3 separate regions of the Sus scrofa genome follow, and regions 2 and 3 are each linked to region 1. Evidence: chromatin contacts called from public HiChIP or PLAC-seq and promoter capture Hi-C data. All regions are on one chromosome and are shown on one strand. The core of a region is the stretch at or near the end of the contact, and the rest is flanking DNA. Distances in the headings are between cores, read along the strand shown. Region 1 holds the start of GNAQ (G protein subunit alpha q). Region 2 overlaps GNAQ (G protein subunit alpha q). Region 3 overlaps GNAQ (G protein subunit alpha q).

Region 1 (2,700 bases), core at 172-2,671:
CCCCGTCCCTCTCCAAGAGCCAGTGACAATTCCTTCTTTCCTCCAGTAGCACTCCAAGATTGAATGTATTTTATTTTCTGTGATTGAACTGGGGGTCTGAGGTGACGCGAGATACTTTCTAACCAAATGGCGTTTTAGAAATAGGAACTGGAGAGAACAGTGAACTGGGCGAAGAGCCGCCCGGCAAAGCGGATCTGCGGGCGGGGGACGCGAGCGCCGCGGGCACCTTCAGAGTGCGGCCGGGTGTTCACAGCGCCGGCCGGTGCACGGGGCTCGCTGGGCTGAGTCCCGCGCCTTCCCGGTGGGGCCGCCGCCGCGTTCCGGGGCCGGTGGGCAGAAGGCGGGCGGAGGCCGCCATATTCCCGTTTTACCACGCCCGGGCGGTCGGCCGGCAGCTGCAGGTTGGCGGCGGCCCGGGCTGCGCCTCGGCGACCCGGCCCCGCCCCCCCGCCAGGGACTGCCTTGATCGCTGAGCCCGCGGGCCAGACCCCGGGCGCGGGAGCGGGAGGCGCCCGCAGAGTCCGAGGGGCCCGGTGCAGCCGCCGAGCGGCGCGAGCGAGGCGAGAGCCGCACTGGGAGGCGCGCCGTGTCGGCTGCGAGCCCAGGAAAGCCTTCCAGGAGGGGCCGGGAGGCACCGCCTCCCGCTCCCCTCCTCCCGCGCCCACTCCCTCCCTCCTCCTCCTCTTGCCGCCGCCGCCGCCGCCTCCCTCCCGGATCTGTGCTCTAGTTCAGAGAAGAAGAAAATGTGTGTGTGTGGCGAGGGGGAGGGCGAGCACTGAGCAGCAGCTCCGCGCCTGGCAATCGAGGCCGGGGGTGGGCGTCTGGCGGGGGCGGAGGCGGAGGCGGAGGAGCGCGCGGCGGCCGGGCGGGCCGGCTAGCCGGGTTTGCGCGCGAGCCGGGCGGTGGGCGCGGGCAGGGCCGAGGGCACCCGGGAGCCGTGTCAGGCAGCGGTGAGGAGCAGGCGCGCCAGGCGTGGGGAGCCGTCGGCGGCCGCTCGCTGCGGGGACGCCCCGGTGGATGTGCTCTCGCCGCCGGGCGCACGGCTTAGGGGAGCCTCGGCGGCGGCGGCGGCGGCGCGGGGGGCGAGGCGGGCCGCCCATTCCCGGGGAAGGAGGCGCGGGCGTCTGAGCGAGGCCGGGCGCGGCGGCCTTCCCTAGCGCGCCCCCCGAGCCAGCGCCCGCGGCCGCCTCCCGCGCCCGCCTCGCTCCTCCCGGCAGCCCGAGCCGCACGCTCCCGCCGCACCCCCGGCCCACCTGGTGGCCCCGGCCCTCGCCGCGGACCCCGCGGCGGTTCCCCGAGCTCGTCCAGGACGCGCGCCCGGGCGGCGGGGGCTCGGCGGCCACCGCTGCCTCGGGGGAGCGAGGGCGGGAGGGTGTGTGTGCGCGCTTGTTGAGCAGGGGGTGCCGGCGGGGCTGCAGCGGAGGCACTTTGGAAGAATGACTCTGGAGTCCATCATGGCGTGCTGCCTGAGCGAGGAGGCCAAGGAAGCCCGGAGGATCAACGACGAGATTGAGCGGCAGCTCCGCAGGGACAAGCGGGACGCCCGCCGAGAGCTCAAGTTGCTGCTGCTCGGTGAGTACTGCCTGGGCTGGCCGCCGCGGGCCCTCCCGCCGGGCCTCTGTGCCCCCTGCCCGCCACCCTCAGGCCCCGGGACCGCGGCCCCCGCCCCCGGGCGCCTGCGGCTCGCTCCGGCCCTCCCCGGGCGCGCCCCCGGACACTTCCCGCACTCGCGCGGGCGCGCACACGCCCGCGCGCGCGCGCAGAAGGGTAGGGGCTGCCCTGCCCAGGGCCTTGGCGTGTGCCTTTTGGTATCCCTGAGGGCTGTGCACTCGCGATGCGCGTTTATCTGCGGTGCATCTGCTACCTAGCAGATTGCTTCGGGGAGAGGCACGGTGGTGGGGTGGTGGGCTGAAGGATTGAACTTCCAGTGTCGTGGCCCTGGCGCCCGGTGGGGTGGTGGAGTTGGGGAGCTGTGTGTGTGTGGCCCCAGGGTGACGAGCGGAGCCAGGGCACGTTGTGGGATGGCGTGCAGTGGGGTAGCCTGTTTGCAGCCATTGTCAGTGCTTTGGGGGTCGAGAGGGAATGGTGGAACGGTGGGCACACTCGCGGCTGGATTCTCCAAGGAGTGATGTTGAGGGAGCCCAGTGGTTGGCTCTTCGAAGAAAGGGGCTTATGTATTGGGGCGGGGGGAGGCGGGGAGGCAAGCCCAGATGTGTCACACGAGTGCACCAGACCACCAAAAGGAGGGACCCAGAAGAGTTTCTTTATGGTGACAGGAATGTTTCTCCACCATTCTTTTCAGATAAAGATGAGGGGATATAGGAGATTGTGCGATGTGGTTGTTGACAGCGACGGGTATCTTTTGTTTAATGAGGCAACCCAGATGTAGGCCTGAATTCACAGTAGTTACTACTGAAAGCCAGTACAGCCTCTCAATTACTCCCATGGAAACAAATAGAAACCTTTTGTTTAAAACGGACAGGATTTTAATATCTTTGGAATCTGGGCTAGAAGGAAAACGGGAAGTGAACAGCAAAAATTTCTCTTTAATTTCTAAAAAATAACCCATCATTTTGTCCTAACACTAAGTTAGCAAGAAAATACCATTTCTCGTCTAGGAATTTTATTGATTATTATCTCTGAGAGAATGTTCAGAATCAACGTTCACATACAAATCAGGGCGACATAACTCTGAGCTAT
Region 2 (2,700 bases), core at 17-2,516, 34 kb after region 1:
TTAAGGGACTGTTTAACAGACGGGAGGGGAAGTATTTAAATCAGAAAAATTTGCTTTCTATTTCAGATCCTTCCTAGCCATCCAGGCTGGCCATGACTTCCCAGATGGAGTAAATTCTTATGTTAGGTGATTAGAATTGAATATTGTAAGCTAAAATAACTTGCTTGCTGATTCCCTTTGCATTTGAGGAGAGGAATAATTCTGAACGTCCATGGGTACTCTACAGATGTTGATGTTGATGGCCCTGTATTACAAATCCATCTTTTTCTTCAGGTCTTATTGCAGTGCTTCTTAAGTACAGCTAGTAAACAGGTTTGTTTTTGGTATCATACAGTACAAAGGAATACTGATAATTTTTTTTTTTTTTTTTTTTTTTTTTTTTTTTTTGTCTTTTTGTTGTTGTTGTTGTTGTTGCTATTTCTTGGCCGCTCCGCGGCATATGGAGTTCCAGCTAGGGTTGAATCGAGCTGTAGCCACCGCCTACGCCAGAGCCACAGCAACGCGGGATCCGAGCCGCGTCTGCAACCTACACCACAGCTCACGGCAACGCCGGATCGTTAACCCACTGAGCAAGGCAGGACCGAACCCGCAACCTCATGGTTCCTAGTCGGATTCGTTAACCACTGCGCCACGACGGGAACTCCGAATACTGATAATTTTAATAAGTAATGGTTTCATGAACTTCATCACTCTTTTGGTTTATTTTACGTTGAACTTCATCACTCTTTTGGTTTATTTTACATGGTGTATTCTTTTTGTTTGTACATGTTGATACACCAGGAGATAATTTCTACTCTATGTTCATCAGAGAAATTGAAGGCATTCCCATAGAGGTTGTAGTGCATGTGTGTTTCCTCCAAAGTCAGAGTCACATCCAGTACTTCTTGGCTTACGTGACAGGGAACTGCTTTCAATGACAGTCCAGCTGCAGAAAGTAAAAGGGAATGTGGAGAACAGGGATATTGCCACTTTGTCACAGATAGGAACTGGAGCATAGATTTACTAATGTCACCGAATGATAGTCATCATGAGGTGATGGTTTATGCAGTTCATGTTTAGGGTATTTCATAGACACCATGTTCTAACTTCAAGTCTGTTAAAAGTAGATACCGTGTAAAATATTTTTAAAAAGCTGAGGAGAAGAGAAGACAGCAAGAGAGATGCCAGTGTGGTTTTTTTCCTCTGCTTCTGCTCCTGCTGTGAACTGAGTGCATTCTCAGTATCAGTGGGAACGCCTGGGGCTGCCTGCAACAGGAAGCCGGCGGCCTGACCCTGCCCTTCCTGCTTAGTAAACGGCCACCAGCTCTTACACAGGCCTGGTGGGGGGAGGAGGGGCGGTTGGGGCTCTGCTTCTGGACCCTGGCCTCTGAGTAGGAGGGAGGGAGGGAGATTGATTGAGATTGATTCGTTGATTCTGTGGCTCTTGTTAGTGCTTGAGTGAAGGAAATGCAGCAAGTCCTTCCCTTTAGCTAGTTCCTTGGTTGGCGTAAGTTACCTGCTACGGGCCATCCTCTTTCTAAGGAAGTCACTAGCCTTATTTATCAGTGTTTCAGTGTTCACTTATGCTAGCCTCTTCAAACTCTCCTCTGGAGATGGCCTTTGGGATAAGAGCGGTAGTGCATAGGGACGGCCCTTGCTCTCAGGGTGCCAGTGATTAATGGCATGGCCCGAATGCAGTGTGAATCTGTGTCTCCAGTGAGGATGTAGGCCAGTTCCAGCCTTGAGTTGTAGCCTCCTCCGTCAGGTCAGGCATTATTGATTTGGCAGAGCAGCCTCCTGCTCAAGGCCTTCCTTGTACAGGGGATTGGGCGCAGAGCTTGATCACAGGAGGGGGATCCAGGTCTGAGCTCTGTGACCTGGTAACCTAAGACTCCAAGCCCTGCTGGGGAGAGAGCAACTAAACCCTCAAGAATCCTTGGAGGTGTGAAAGGCTGAGGTGGGCGTGCTAGCTGAATGTGGGAGATGAGCTTAAGCCCTTTTGATTTACGTTTTACAGAAAAGAGTGACTACATAATCTGGAGGCCTTGAGGAGGCCCAAGGAGGTTCCCTCTGTCTTCCTATCACCTTCTTTGATGAGACAGCTCCTAAGCTGTGTTTTAGGATGAATGAAGTGTGGGGGCTAAAGGTAGGGGCTCCAGCATCACCCAGCCTGGGTTTCAATTGTGACATCTTGACTCAACATTTGTTATCTGTGTGATAAAGGTAAAAAACTATCTTCTCTTTCTGAGTCTCAGTTGCCTTATCTGTGCAATGAACCATAGTCACAGCACTGGTTGTAAAGGATATATGTGTTAAATATTTTGCACAGGGCTTAGCAGTAGGAAATACTCAATAAAAGTTAGCTGTTATTATTTCTACACAGCCACTGTTCATCTATGTCTGACTCAGGTCCATAGAAGAAAGGAAGAGTTAGTGATTGTAAAAAAACACTGCAAATTTGTTAATTTAATGAGATCAGAACAAGGTGTAGCCTTGAGTCAGGATTCTTTTTGTGAAATATAAAAATTATGAAATTAAGTTTCTGTGTGTAAGCAAAGGAAAAATACCTTAAAATCTTAATTTATCTGGCGGTGGCTTTTTTGTGAGAGCTGGGTACAGATGACTTCAGTGACAGTATTTGTGCCTGTTGTCATGTGTGCAGTGAAAATCACTGCCTTTTCCATCAAGTTGTAGACTTATCAACAAATAGAGTAAAATTAA
Region 3 (2,784 bases), core at 95-2,594, 55 kb after region 1:
TCTACCCTTCCTCAAAGGTGCCAAGAAGAGGGAAGGCTTTTCCGACTAGAGCCTGCCCGCAAGGCCCAGCACTTGTGCTAACTAAGGCTCCTGCCGGCTCAGGATCCTGCTTCCTATTCTAGATGCTGTAGTCATTCTGGAGAATAGATGTCTGCACGGCCTTTGTTTTCTCTGGTCTGAGGAGTGGCTGAACTTCAGGGCACCGACTTCCTTCCAGGAACTTCCTGCGAGGGGAAAATTGGACTTCTCTGCTGAACACTCCACATACCTGTGGGTTGAACAATGGCTACAGCATTGTTTTTCAAGAAGGGATGTGGTTTGGTTTTGACGTTGAAAAGGGAGAATTGTTGTGTTCATGGCGCCTCCAGGTGGGCAGTCAAGGAATGGCGGGGGTCTTGTTGGGATCGGGGCCCTGGAAGAATGATGACTTGGTTGTCTGTTTTTGCTTTTAGCCTTAGTCTGTGTGGTCCCAGGGACAGCAGTACAGTGGTGGGGTTTGGGTGGGGAATGGCATCTGAGGAAGGAACCTAGCAGGGAGTTAGTGCCAGTAGCTCAAGGATGCACCCAGGCTTAGGAGGTTGTGTAAACAGCTGCCTTTTTTCCAGTGTCCGTTTTGCTTCTTTCTAGCGAGATTTCTAAGTAATTCTCATCTTTTAAGATACAAGAGCATATATTCTGAGGTTCCCCCAGCAGCTGGACAATCCTGCCTAGTAATTGTAGTTGCAGATTTCTCTATCAAGAATTGATTTGCTGTTGATTTAGTCCAGGGCTGCCAAGTCAAATGCCACGGCGATTGAGACAGGTGGTTTTAAACAGGAGGCACCATCTGGGTGGGAACTCTAAAATCTCATGGCTCACTGAAGCTGTTGTTCAGCTTCAAACGTCGCCATGTATGGAGAGCAGGCTTAGGGTTTCCAGACCTTCCAGTTTTTCAAGAAAACAACGACTCTGGATATTTATGTGAAATCTCTTGGAATTTAAATGTCGCCAACTAATTAAAAAAAATTAAAACTACTGTCAACACAGTCAAACAATAAAAACAAGCCTGTTGGGTGAATAAAGTCCGTGGGCCCCCAGGGTTTTCCTCTGGTTAGGCCTCTGACTCCCATCTACCAATTGTCCTTCTGCTTTGATTGTTTAAAACAAGCTACACATCTATTGGACACTCTGCTTTCATTCTGTCTTGTCTCCAAAGCAATATAAAGATGCTCTCATTTTACATAAGATACTGTAAATTAGAAGTAGATGAAAAAGCGAAAATGGAGGATGTAAATGAAACCAGGGTGTACACATACATGAGCATTTCAGTGAAGTGCAAATTGAGCAACATGCTTATTCACCCAGAAGGCTTATCAGAGGTACAGTTTGCAGTGTCCTTTAAAAAGTTGTTTAACAAAGGCCTGGTTCTCACTGAAGCCAAGATCAGAGGACACTTTCAGAAGGGTCTTCAAAGGAATATGCTGAATCATGTGCGAGACAAGACCCTCCTAGCAGTGTGAGTTTGGTAGGACTCTTCTGTCTATTGCCTTCATTTTAAAGCTGATAACATTGTACAGGAGAGTGTAGTTTAGGAAATGAGATCTTGAGGAGGACTGAGCTGTAGGTAAAAATGGTGTGGTGGTCTGACTTAAGCTGGTGGGGAGCCACATGGAGAGAGGGGATGAAATGGTTAGAGAGACAGATAGTTACGAGCCCAGTCTCAGGAACTTGAGTTTGAATCCCAGCACCATCCCTGACTTAGTGTGGAACTTTGGATTAGTTGCTTTGTTTTTCTAAACCTCACTTTCCTCATCTATAAAACGGGGATGATTATATAATAGGATCACTGTCATAGGACAGTTGTGTGTCTTAATTGGTTTAGCACTTGTTTGAATATAGCACTTGTTGCAGTTCCTGGCACCCAGTTAAGTGTTCTGTAAGAGTGGTGAGTTAAGAGAAATTGCTAGTAATGGAAACTTAATTGACAAAATGATTAAATGTGGCTGTCCATCCAAGATTTACGTATAGGACTTAAATGTTTTTTGTTCACCACACACAAAAATTATTCCACTTTATCTCTGGTCACCAAAAATATGTTAAGTACACACATACAAAGTATTTTGCAAGGTTCTGTGGGGTGCCCTGCTCTCAGGGAGTTTGTGTTGTGGTTAACAGGATGAACATGCATACACGGTACAAAACGGGCTGCACCAAGGGCAATCCCAGCAAGGCCGTAGCCACTCAGAGAAGGGTTGTCACAGTGATAACAAAGACAGCAAAGTCAGGTTTCACACAGAGGAGCTGACTTTATTATTTGAGGGCTAGATTTTTATAGTTTGAATAATTCCAGACTCTGTGCAAGAATATTTGCAGCTATGTAAAGAGTACAGTGAACACTTACCTGAGTATTTTTATACGTATCATCATAGGAGGCAATGGAACAACACAAATTAGCCATGCTTTGCAGTTTGTATTAATTAAACCTTATCACAGGTAATTTAGGTTGGGCCATCCTATGTGTATTTTATCATTAGACTGCTCTTAGCTAGTTTTGGGGTGTGCAGAGAAATGGAAATTTGTTAGCAGACACAGCGCCAGGCAACCTGGCACCCAGATTGAAAGCCCAGGCCCTGGAGCAGAACCCCTGAGATCTTTGGGAAATTGGGTGGCTTCTCTTTGCCTCAGTTTCTTCATCTCCAAATTGGGGTGTGATTGTACTGGCCAGATTCATAAGGCGTGCTGGAAAGATTTACATGAGTAAGTATCTTCAAAGTGCTTGATCAGGGTTTGGCAAAGAATAAAGAA

What was found. Promoter capture Hi-C pulls out the DNA fragments that hold promoters and counts their contacts. HiChIP or PLAC-seq counts read pairs in DNA pulled down with a chosen protein or histone mark.
Region 2: a contact with region 1 is called in an H3K27ac HiChIP or PLAC-seq map of skeletal muscle. The contact joins the enhancer-like site here to the promoter of GNAQ in region 1. A contact is called at or near these places in 1 of 5 promoter capture datasets (liver), 9 of 47 Hi-C or Micro-C datasets (alveolar macrophages, blood, embryonic fibroblasts and 3 more) and 2 of 2 datasets of contacts at active chromatin or transcription factors (alveolar macrophages and skeletal muscle).
Region 3: a promoter capture Hi-C map of liver shows a contact between it and region 1, with 12 times the contacts expected there. The contact joins the enhancer-like site here to the promoter of GNAQ in region 1. A contact is called at or near these places in 3 of 5 promoter capture datasets (fetal liver and liver), 32 of 47 Hi-C or Micro-C datasets (adipocytes, alveolar macrophages, blood and 13 more) and 2 of 2 datasets of contacts at active chromatin or transcription factors (alveolar macrophages and skeletal muscle).

What each region holds. Positions count from the first base shown.
Region 1 is chr1:230,905,709-230,908,408 of Sscrofa11.1, reverse strand. GNAQ (G protein subunit alpha q) reads left to right here and starts at 1,421. Exons shown (of 7, transcript NM_001038623.1): 1 at 1,421-1,572. The coding sequence starts at 1,437.
Region 2 is chr1:230,871,132-230,873,831 of Sscrofa11.1, reverse strand. All of the region lies in intron 1 of GNAQ (G protein subunit alpha q), which reads left to right. Among named protein-coding and RNA genes, the nearest start is that of GNAQ, 35 kb to the left of the region's middle. Within about 2 kb of position 1,266, at least 49 of the 83 cell types and tissues checked have an H3K27ac peak or open chromatin away from gene starts, as enhancers often do. A contact at or near this core is called in alveolar macrophages, liver, retroperitoneal adipose tissue and 1 more, where this site is marked.
Region 3 is chr1:230,850,886-230,853,669 of Sscrofa11.1, reverse strand. The region is part of intron 1 of GNAQ (G protein subunit alpha q); the gene reads left to right. Among named protein-coding and RNA genes, the nearest start is that of GNAQ, 55 kb to the left of the region's middle. Within about 2 kb of position 1,344, at least 16 of the 83 cell types and tissues checked have an H3K27ac peak or open chromatin away from gene starts, as enhancers often do. A contact at or near this core is called in alveolar macrophages, fetal liver and liver, where this site is marked.